Linked DNA regions of Mus musculus: all the other regions are linked to region 1. Evidence: chromatin contacts called from public capture Hi-C and promoter capture Hi-C data. All regions are on one chromosome and are shown on one strand. Each heading gives the region's core, a stretch centred on a gene start, on an enhancer-like site or on the middle of the called end of the contact. The rest is flanking DNA. Distances are from core to core; before and after follow the strand shown.

Region 1 (3,285 bases), core at 767-3,266:
TGACTACTGTAAGCTGTGCGATGCCTCCTTCAGCTCCCCTGCCGTGGCACAGGCGCACTACCAGGGGAAGAACCATGCCAAGAGACTCCGTCTGGCCGAAGCTCAGAGTCACTCATTCTCGTAGGTATTGCCATTGCCTCTGAGGACAGACTGTTATGTGAGAGAGACTGTGGCAGAGGAGAAGCTGAAAGGGAGCCTTGTTCGACTGGCTCACTCATTTCAAATTCCTTTCACCAGGGACTCCGCAGAGGCAGGGCAACGGCGGACTCGGAAAGAAGGGAGTGAATTTAAGATGGTGGCCACCAGGAGGAATATGTATCCAGTCCAGAGCAATTCAGGTAGCCTGTGTTTCCTGGGTGTACAAAGCATACACGAGTCTGGCGTCTGTAAAAGATAGCAGTAGGTGGCCCCGGGAATTAGGTAGTGGGTGCTTTCCTGAGTTGCTCTTCTAGCTGTTCAGGCTGCTGTTTATTTCTGGTATTCTTTATATCCTATTCAGTATACTATTTTGGTTTTAGTGTTTTAGAGTCTCTTATAAGTCCTTTTTAAAAAAATAGTTATCAGATGAAATATGTAAAGCCCATTAGAAAATGGGCCTCTCAGGGGCTGGGAAGATGGTGCAGGTATACAAGCCTGAAGACCTGAGTTTGATTCCAATGTCAAGTGGAAAAAGCCAGGCACAGCAATTCACACCGCTTATCTCAGGTGGAGATGGGAGGTCCTTGGAGCTCACTGGCCTAACAGCCTAGCTGAATCATCAAGCCTCAGGCTCTTGAGAGTCTCAAAATATAAAGTAGAGAGTTTTTAAGGAAGAAACTGGACACGTTCAAGCACGCATGCCCACTCATGCTTCCTGATTTTAAGTCACACCATGTTCAGTGTGGTCTTTATACAGGTAATGAGTGAGAGTTATCTAGGGAATTCTTGTGATGTGTGCATTCAGCAGAGAGCCGTGTGTTTATGGAAGTGTTCTCTGCTTACTCTAGTCCTGGCTACCACAGCCTCCAATGCTATGTGTGCCCGCAGAGGCTGTTTATATGAGCAGGAAAGCAAAAACAGAGTTCGCCGAATAACAAGAGACAGCTAAATAACAAAATACAGAAAGTCAGAGAAACCTTTTGTCTGATGAATATTATCTCAGTGTATTATTAGTTATGACCAAAGTTAACCAAAGGACAAAGATGGTCAGGCTGGATTTAAAAAGCCAGCTGAGATGAAGGAACGTCCCCCTAGCTGTGTTAATGTCAAGGAAAATAAATACATTTAGGATGGGGATGGCACAGATTAGGCTCTCTGAGTAATCCAAATACAGAGACTGGGCTGGAGCCATGGGCTTTATTCTGTCCCTCACACCGGCTTCAAATTTGTCACAATCCTTTGCCTTAGGCTCCCAAGTGCTGAATTATAGGCACAAGCCACCATGCTTGGCTACAGTCTTTAAACATTTATTTTTAAGAGTCACGAGCATTTAGAACTTGAGTACAGGCTTAGCTCTGTAGTCTGCCCTGGCACTTGTTGGGAAATCATTTTATGTGTGTAGGTTGAACTTCTATGTACATGTAATTTAAAAGAAAATCCATTCACCTCTCCTTCATTTAAACTCTTCAGTTAGAGTCTGATTTAGAATTTAGAATTATCAATTACGTGAGGACTGGTGGAGTGTTTTTTTCTAAATGGACATTCTAAGGATCTGCGTGTGTATGTGTGTGTGTGTGTGTGTGTTGAGCGTGTAAAGACTAGAGGTTTAATTTTGGGGTAGCTTTCTCTTGCTCCTCACCTTATATTTCAAGACAGTGTCTCTCACTGAACCTACAGCTCACGCATTGACTAGGCTAGCTGGCTACTCTGTCCCCAGGACCCTCCTGTCTCTGCCTTCTGCACTGTGGTTTCAATGCCAAGCCACAACGCTTTTTTGTGGGTGCCGGAGAAGCCGCCTTCTACCTTGACTACCTCACTTCTGTCTCTTGCGTCAGCAGGCCCTTACTTCAATGCCCGCTCCCGGCAGAGGATCCCGCGAGATCTCGCCATGTGCGTGACTCCAAGTGGCCAGTTTTACTGCTCCATGTGTAACGTTGGGGCTGGCGAAGAGGTGGAGTTCCGGCAGCATCTAGAGAGCAAGCAGCACAAAAGCAAGGTGTCCGAGCAGCGGTACAGGAGCGAGATGGAGAACCTGGGCTACGTTCAGTGATGGCCGTCCTCACAGAGAAGCCTGTCCTGCCTGTTTGCCTTCTGTCGACCTGCCTTGCTTTGTGGTCCTCCATGCGTACATTCCTCATTTCTCTGCTTAGTGCGAGTAACCTGCAGCGGTGCCAGAGCCGTCAGGTCGGGGTCGGGGAGGGAGGTGCGTTTCTTTGGTCACCAGGATGCTCTTTTGGGCCAACTGTGTCAAACAACTCACAGTGAGCTTTCTGCCCCATCGGGTGTAACTTCTTATCTTGGCCAAGTTCTGGTTAAGCAGCAGTAGCCTGACTAGAGCTACGATTATTTAAAAATGGCATCTACTTTTGCGGTTTTAGGTTTACGCACATTAGAGGAATTGACTTGAGTTCTTACTTCCAATTATAGAGAAAACAGGTAAACAGAGATTCCCGTTTTCTGATGCTCCTGGGAACCATTACCACCACAGTGTGGTGTCTACAAGATGTGCTGTTAGGGTGTGTGCCTGGGTCTCCCAGCAGCTCCTGGTTCCCTGTGGCATATCCCTCCTCCCGCCCCCCCCTCCGTAATTAACACATAGGTTTCCTTGAATTCATATACGTCCAGAATACTGTGTTCTTCTGAACATGTGACTTCATCTCCAGTTGTGAACCATACACATGTAATTCTCGTCCGTCTCTTTCCCTGCTTGGATCAGCTTCTCCACTCGCTCACCCCATCCTCATGGCCTCGCTTGCTGGCAGTTTTGGAGACCCAGATTTGACTGTCTAATGAGTTGAAGATGGATATTCTTTTAGAAAATATATTTTCAGATGATTCGAGGATGTGTTTGAGATTTCAATTTGGAATTCTATTTTCACTGATGATTATGTGACCTCATGGGATAGTCATTTTGTGGCTTTTGACGATTGTATCCTGACAATGCCCTGACAGGTAATGGGCATGCCTGGAAAATACCCCTGCCTTTTTCTTTCTTTCTTTCTTTCTTTCTCTCTCTCTCTCTCTTTCTTTCTTTCTTTCTTTCTTTCTTTCTTTCTTTCTTTCTTTCTTTCTCTCTCTCTCTCTCTCTCTCTCTCTCTCTCTCTCTCTCTGCCCCTCCCTCCCTCCCTCCCTCCCTTCCTTCTTTTA
Region 2 (3,243 bases), core at 561-3,060, 1.3 Mb after region 1:
ATATATCAGAAATAAATCAGGAGGGGAAAAAAAAAAACCATCCATAGTGTCTTCTAAATAAGTAAACAAATAAATAATCCTAAATGTAATTTTAGCCAAGAATGTAAAAGACTTCTACAGTCAACATTAAAGGTAGCCTGAGAAGACGGGAAGACTTCCATCTTCAAAAACTGGCGAAATTAATAAAGGATGACTATATCACTATATCCAGATTCAACAGAATTCCCATCAAATTCCAGTTACATTTCTCAACCAACTAGAAATTACAATCCTGGAATTCATACAGAAACACCCCTCCCCGCCCCCCGCAATAGCCAAAGCAGTCCTAGGCAGAGAGAATGACAATAACTGTATCACAGTGTCTGACCTCTACACTACACACCACAGAGCCACAGCAGCAGACCATAGTTACTGGGACAGAACCAAGACAGCAGAAATGAGCTCTCACAGCAGTTGCCACCTTAGTCTAACATACACTGGGAAAGGATAGCCTCTTCACCAAGTGGTCCTAGGCCAAAGGCCCAGGGAACACCACCACAGAAGACAGAAGAGGGATTGGAAAGACTCAAGTCCAGAGAACCAGCTCTTTCCTACAAATGACAGAGAAGCTAAACCTCAAATAATATGGCTGACCAACGGAGACCTTAAGGACGCTACCAACATGTTAGCATGGAAGAGGGAAATCTTACCTGAGCCCACCCAGAACAATGAACTACAGGCAATTAGGGAATTAAGGCTTGCTGAGAGAGGTAGATGTAGTCTTCCCAAGATGAGGCTCTAATTGGTTATCCAAAACAAAGTGGTCAAACTGGAAACCTTATACATATAAGTAACATTGAGCAGATTCAGCATATTACATATTTAATGCATCTATGTATACATGTATTGTGTGTGTGTAACAGTAACAAAGAAAAAGAGATCATAGATTTGAGAAGGAGCAAGAGGGGAGGGTGGGAAACATGGTACTGGTCGGAAGAAGTAAAGAGAAGGAGGAAATGATGTAATTAAACTTTAATTTTAAGAAAAAAATTTTAAAATGGTCCTAGGAAATTGTATTTCCACATTTAGCATGTAGTAAAATATAATAAATAGTAGAAAACTAAGATCTCTACCTGTAATTCTGTATAAAACTCCATTGAAAATGGAAGCCTGTGAGATGGCTCAGCACATAAAGGGGCTTGCTGCCAAGCCTAAGCCTGAATGCCATCCCCAGAACCCACATGGTAGAGAGAACTAACTCCTGAGAATTATCCTCTACCTCCACACATCTGTGATAGCATGTGTGTACTCCCTCACACACAACACACAAACAACACACACCGCACAGACAAAAAATAAATGTAAACATTTTCAAATTAACTTAAAATGAATCAAAAAACCTTAATGTCCGACCTAGAACTCTTAAAATGCTACAGAAAAAGACTTTAAAATATACACAGAAGCAAAAACTTTCTGAAAAAGACTCCAAAAACACAGGGAATAATCCCAAGAATTGATAGGCAGGGATACATGAAATTAAAAACCTCTTTAACAAAGGAAACAATACCTGAGTGAAGACACAGCCCACAGAGTGGAAAACAACAGCCTTTGCTGACCACACAGGACAGGACAGGAGATTAATGTCTAGAATATGTGAGGATAAACACGAATTAAACTTCAAAACATCACCCCATCAAGAAAGGGAGGAGCTACGAACTGAACAAAGTTCTCAGAAGAAATCAAAATGACAATAAGTACACAGAAAATGCACAGCATGCTAGGCATCAGGAGAATGCAAATTACAACTGCTTTGAGATCCCAGTCACCCCAGTCAGCAATGCCACCATCAAGAAAACAAGCCGGAGGGCTGGAGAGAGAGATAGCTCAGCCATTATGAGCACTTGCTGATTTTACAGAAGTCCTGGGTCCCAGTCCTAGCACACACATGGTGGCTCACAACTAACTCATCTTCCAGGCATCTGATGACCTCTCCTGACCTCTGTGGGCCCATGCAGGCACAGCACTCACACACATAAAATATATAAATAATAAATATGCCACACCCAGAACTTGGGAGGTGGAACCAGGCAGAGTCAAGGCTAGCCTGGTCTACAGAACTCTGTTTCAAACACAACAATAATTAATTAATTAATTAATTAATTTTTAAAAAAGAAAAAAAAGCAACAACTGCTGTTAGAGTGTGTGTGTGTGTGTGGGGGGGGGGTGAAGCCTTGTACACTACTGATAACACTGTCAACTGGTGTGATACTACAGGTATCAGTATGTTCCTCAGAAACTCAAAAGGGAACTAGGGTATGACCACCATGCTTGGGCGTACACCTAAAGGCGTCTAAGTCAGCACACCACAGGAAGAGCAGCACATACATGTTCACTAGCACACTGCTTATAACAGTTATCAATCAGAAAAAGAAAGTCACAGTGGGGGCTAGAGAGATGGCTCAGCGGTTAAGAGCACTCAATGTTCTTTCAGAGGTCTTGAGTTCAAATCTCAGCAACCACAATGTGGCTCACAATCATCTGCAACAAGACCCGATTCCCTCTTCTGGTGTCTGAAGACAGCTACAGTGTACTTACATATGATAAATAAAATAAATCTTTAAAAAAAAAAAAAAGAAAAGAAAGTAAGTCCCGGAGGGAGGAAATCAGCCCAGATGTCCACTGTCTTAGCCACTGATCTACTGCTGTGAAGAGATACCATGACCAAGTCAACTCTTACAAGGAAAAGGATTTAATTGGGGCTGTCTTACAACTTCAGAGGTTTAGTGCATTATCAGCATGGTGGGAAACATGGAAGAAGGCAGGCAGACATGGTACAGAAGGAGCTAAGAACTCTCCAACTGGATCCATAGGTAGCAGGAAAAGAGGCCTGGCTTGTGCTTTTGAAATCCCTAAAGACCACTCCCAGTGACACACTTCCTCCTATAAGGCCACACCTGTAGCGTTGAGTTTGGGCTACACTGCTTTGGCTCCTTAAGAATCATATACACGCAACTGCCCAGGAACTATCTGGATTGGAGAATGGAAGACCCACACACACCAGTTAATTTTAAAATGCCTTGGCTACCTCAAAGACTGGACATTCCTAAACCTTCCCCTGCTACCCCTGGCCCAATCAGGGAAGTGAATTCTTACATGGCTGGTTGGCTCTCTCTCCTGCAGCTCTAAATCTCATCCATTTCCCTCCCCGTCATGGTGACCCTCCTTTCTTCTCCCCAGCTGCATCCTAGCCAGCCCAACTGTAAG
Region 3 (3,384 bases), core at 123-2,622, 1.7 Mb after region 1:
TATATATAAAGTTATCAGAGATGAAAATTAATGATCAGCAACCACTTTTCTCTATGTATATAAAAGACCGGTGGAAGGTCATGTCTGGTGAGGCTGGGTAGGCAGAGAAGCCAGCCTTCCATAGGCAAACAAAAAGCTAACTGAACAAACCAACCATGCCTGGGACAGGAGAACCCAACCAAAGAGAACAATTTTTAATAGTTCCGTGGTTGTCAAGAGGGGCAACTCCTCTAGTCTGGAGTACTCGCAAGTGCAGGGTGAGTTTTCCCACCAGCCAGGGTTCCATTAGATATTTGATCGATAAGAGCCCTTTGGGGATGGTGCAGGTAGGACTAAGAAGAATCCTGGTCTCAGTCAGTTGCTGTACTGCTTGCTCCAGAGGCAGAGCACACCCCACTCCACCCCTCCCCTGCCCCTTCCCCCTCCCCTTTCCCCCTCCCACCCCACTGGTACAGCATCTCCAACCTTTCCTTTCTTCTACCTTCTTAATTCAAAAGAATCTGAGACAGAAAGGGGCAGAGGCTAACTTAGGGACTTTCCTGGAAACTCAAGGGGTAAATGCACATATTTCTGCACTTTAGCATGCTACCTGTGGAGAAAGGACCTTGAAACTCAATTCCTGTACCCACCCAGAACTTCGGCCTTGCCCGGGCTTTCCTGGTAGTAGAGGCAGAGGGATGGAAATTGCCTATGTGGCAAGGACTTACATATTTAGTTATTCACTTTTAACTTATCACCTCTCCTAGATTTCTGTGACTATTTCAGACCCCACTTCCAGACTAGATTCATCATCGGTGGGTCTACAACCGAGCATCCAAGGGTCCCGAACATCCTGCCCCATTCCTTCACAGCCTTACTACAAAGAAGATGCGAAGACTCCACATGGATACGACCTTGCCTGCCTCCATACTCTTGAGTACTGACTGTACCTGTGCATCTGCAGCTTGGCACTGGGATAGGCCATCTCAGATTAGTCTGGAAGTCGCCTTCTCAAGGAAACTCTTCCAGGGGGCTCTACCCCTTCAAAAAAAAAATCCTTTAAACTACTACACACTTGGAGGTTCTACCATTAGATTCCGAGCTTAGCCCTTCGGAAAAGGTGAGACAGGCTGGGTCACCAGGGTTTGTAGTCCTAGTCCCTAGCCCAGCAGATGAGGCTCCTAAACCCTCGAAGCTCCACCATCAGAATGTGTAACCTAGAGCGGATAGGCTTAAAGTGATGATCACTGCCTCCCACTTCAGGCCTCGAGGTTATAGAGTACCCCGCCCTCTTAACGGTGGCCCCGCCTCTTCCCTCTTTCTCCAAAAGGAAGCTTCTGTGGTTGCCATGGGAGCGACTCTGGTTACTGGACTCGTAGTGGGCCGAGCCCTGTGAGGACTGAGCAGGGGCAGACTGTTGAAAAAGCTCAGCCACGGCGGCCTTCCTCTTTAGAGGTCGAGGTCCGCAAAGCGAGCTGGGTAAGGGGCACCGGGCTCTAGGCGAAGGAAAGGGCAGCGGATCCCGCCTGCAGAAGCCCCAGGTATGGAGGCGCCCTTGACCAACGCTGGTCCCCTGTCTTCGTGAGGAGAGTGGCTTTGCTCTGGCCTCCCTCCTGCTTTTTGAGGAGGGTCTGGGGGAGGTATGCCGCGGGGAGGGGAGGCTCTGCGCCCCTGAATTTGTGGAAGTTACGGGAAAATACCTCAGATAAGCAAGAAGCTCCTCAGAGTTTTTCTGAGTTCCCACTTCTAGACTACCCACAGTTTCTTTTAATCACTTTATCTTATTTTTTTTTAAATATCATATAGAAGAAGGGATTTCATTGTGACATTTCCATTCATATATATAATTCCATGTGCACTTTGAGTGCATCCATGAATTTAACGAATTAAACATAAGACTGGGGATATATTCAGGAGTTGTTGGGCAGTTGTGAGAAACCAGAGTTCCTGCCACTACTTTTAGACTATTGTTTTAAAGTGTGTGTTGTGGGGGCCGGAGAGACTGCCCAGAGAGACATTAATAAGGGAAATAAGATGATAAAGGAGGGAACACCGACACTGCTAGTTTGACCTGGAGCCTGATGGAAGAGGAGGACGGGGCTGCGGAAAGACTGTATGCTTTTGTCCTCCACCCATGGGTGTGACTGCTGCCTTCTCAGTCACGGGGCCTCTGAAGAAAACAGCGTGGAGAGACTCAAGTCCTGCCTTTGCTTTTGACCCCTAGAAGGGCAGACACCATTAGTGCTGGTGTTCCACCCCCAAGAAGTTAGTAGCCTGAGGCAGGAAGGGCGCCAGTAGAAAGGCGCCCAGCTCTGGCTTTTGTTTAGAAACCACAGGAGCATCTGTTTCCAGGATGCTAATACTGCACTTAGTTGATGTTCCTTCCCTAAGTGCCACAGACATCTCAGAATGGGGCATTCAGGTCCCATCCCCCCTTCCGAAGCTCAGCAGAACCTAAATATTATAAATATCCTAAGTCCTGGTGTATCTCTCTCACACACATACAAACACAAATAAACTTAAAATAACTATTTTAAAAATTATAAGAAAAGTTCATTTCCTTTCAGCTTAAATATAGCAGATCTTAGGTCTTGGTCTGCAGCTTTGAGTGGTAAACTCTTAGAGTGTAGATGGCCACTCAGCAGTGGATGCTTTTAAAATATAGAAATTTAGAGAAGCAGCTGGCATCTAAGAAGCCAGGCTACTTAAAGTGTGAGGTGGCAGAGTGTATTCTGAAATACATGTACACAGAAAGTAGAATAATCAAGCCAGTAGCATGAGTGTTTTACAAGAGTAAGAACATGGCTTCCATTATGGAGGACCCAGAGTTCACAAGAAATGTCTTTAAAGTAATATTGGAGCCAGGTGTGCTAGCACACACCTGTGATCCCCGATACCTGTGTAGCCGGGGAAGGATGACTGTGAGTTCAAGGCCATTCTGAAGAACACAGCGAGACCCTGTGTTTAGAAGAAGAAAAGAAAGGAAAGGTAACAGTTTAAAGTAGTGGAACTACTAGGAAAGCTGCTGCGTAACAGAGACCTCAGCTCCTATTTGTTTATTTTTATTAAAAGCAAAACATAGGTGGGGGTGGGGTGATGGCTGAACCGGGTGAAGCACAAGTATGGGGGTGTGAGTTTTGATCCCTAGCTCTCATATAACAGCCAGGCTTCAGGAGTGTATGTCTGAAGCCCTAGCGTTTGGGGTTGGAGATGGGTGGCTCTCAAGGGCTCTGGAGCCAGCCAATCTAAGCCTAAACAGTGTCTGTAATAGTGGTTCAGTGACATTTCAAACAATAGGGCAGAGAACAGAGGACAATGACACTTGATAGCAACCTCTGGCTTCCACATGCACAATCCCTGGATTTCCACCACACACAGGAAGTAAAGACTTAGAACGAGGAGATG

Evidence for each region. Promoter capture Hi-C pulls out the DNA fragments that hold promoters and counts their contacts. Capture Hi-C pulls out chosen DNA fragments and counts their contacts.
Region 2: a contact with region 1 is called in a capture Hi-C map of embryonic stem cells, with 2.5 times the contacts expected there. The contact joins two enhancer-like sites. A contact is called at or near these places in 1 of 39 promoter capture datasets (liver), 1 of 115 datasets of contacts at active chromatin or transcription factors (stem cell-derived neural progenitor cells) and 1 of 9 other capture datasets (embryonic stem cells).
Region 3: a contact with region 1 is called in a promoter capture Hi-C map of embryonic stem cells, with 2.8 times the contacts expected there. The contact joins the promoter of Lrrc34 here to the enhancer-like site in region 1. A contact is called at or near these places in 6 of 39 promoter capture datasets (the 3T3-L1 cell line, embryonic stem cells, hippocampal neurons and 3 more).

Annotation. Positions count from the first base shown.
Region 1 is chr3:32,340,387-32,343,671 of GRCm38.p6, reverse strand. It overlaps Zmat3 (zinc finger matrin type 3), which reads left to right. Exons shown (of 6, transcript NM_009517.2): 4 at 1-120; 5 at 238-338; 6 at 1,977-3,285. The coding sequence ends at 2,188. Among named protein-coding and RNA genes, the nearest start is that of Gm42201, 16 kb to the right of the region's middle. Within about 2 kb of position 2,016, at least 17 of the 459 cell types and tissues checked have an H3K27ac peak or open chromatin away from gene starts, as enhancers often do. A contact at or near this core is called in embryonic stem cells, where this site is marked.
Region 2 is chr3:31,003,553-31,006,795 of GRCm38.p6, reverse strand. The region is part of intron 1 of Prkci (protein kinase C, iota); the gene reads right to left. Among named protein-coding and RNA genes, the nearest start is that of Prkci, 9.4 kb to the right of the region's middle. Within about 2 kb of position 1,810, at least 13 of the 459 cell types and tissues checked have an H3K27ac peak or open chromatin away from gene starts, as enhancers often do. A contact at or near this core is called in embryonic stem cells, where this site is marked.
Region 3 is chr3:30,645,806-30,649,189 of GRCm38.p6, reverse strand. Lrrc34 (leucine rich repeat containing 34) reads left to right here and starts at 1,372. Exons shown (of 11, transcript NM_027941.1): 1 at 1,372-1,520. It overlaps Lrriq4 (leucine-rich repeats and IQ motif containing 4), which reads right to left and starts at 1,221. Exons shown (of 6, transcript NM_001290510.2): 1 at 930-1,221. The coding sequence starts at 964.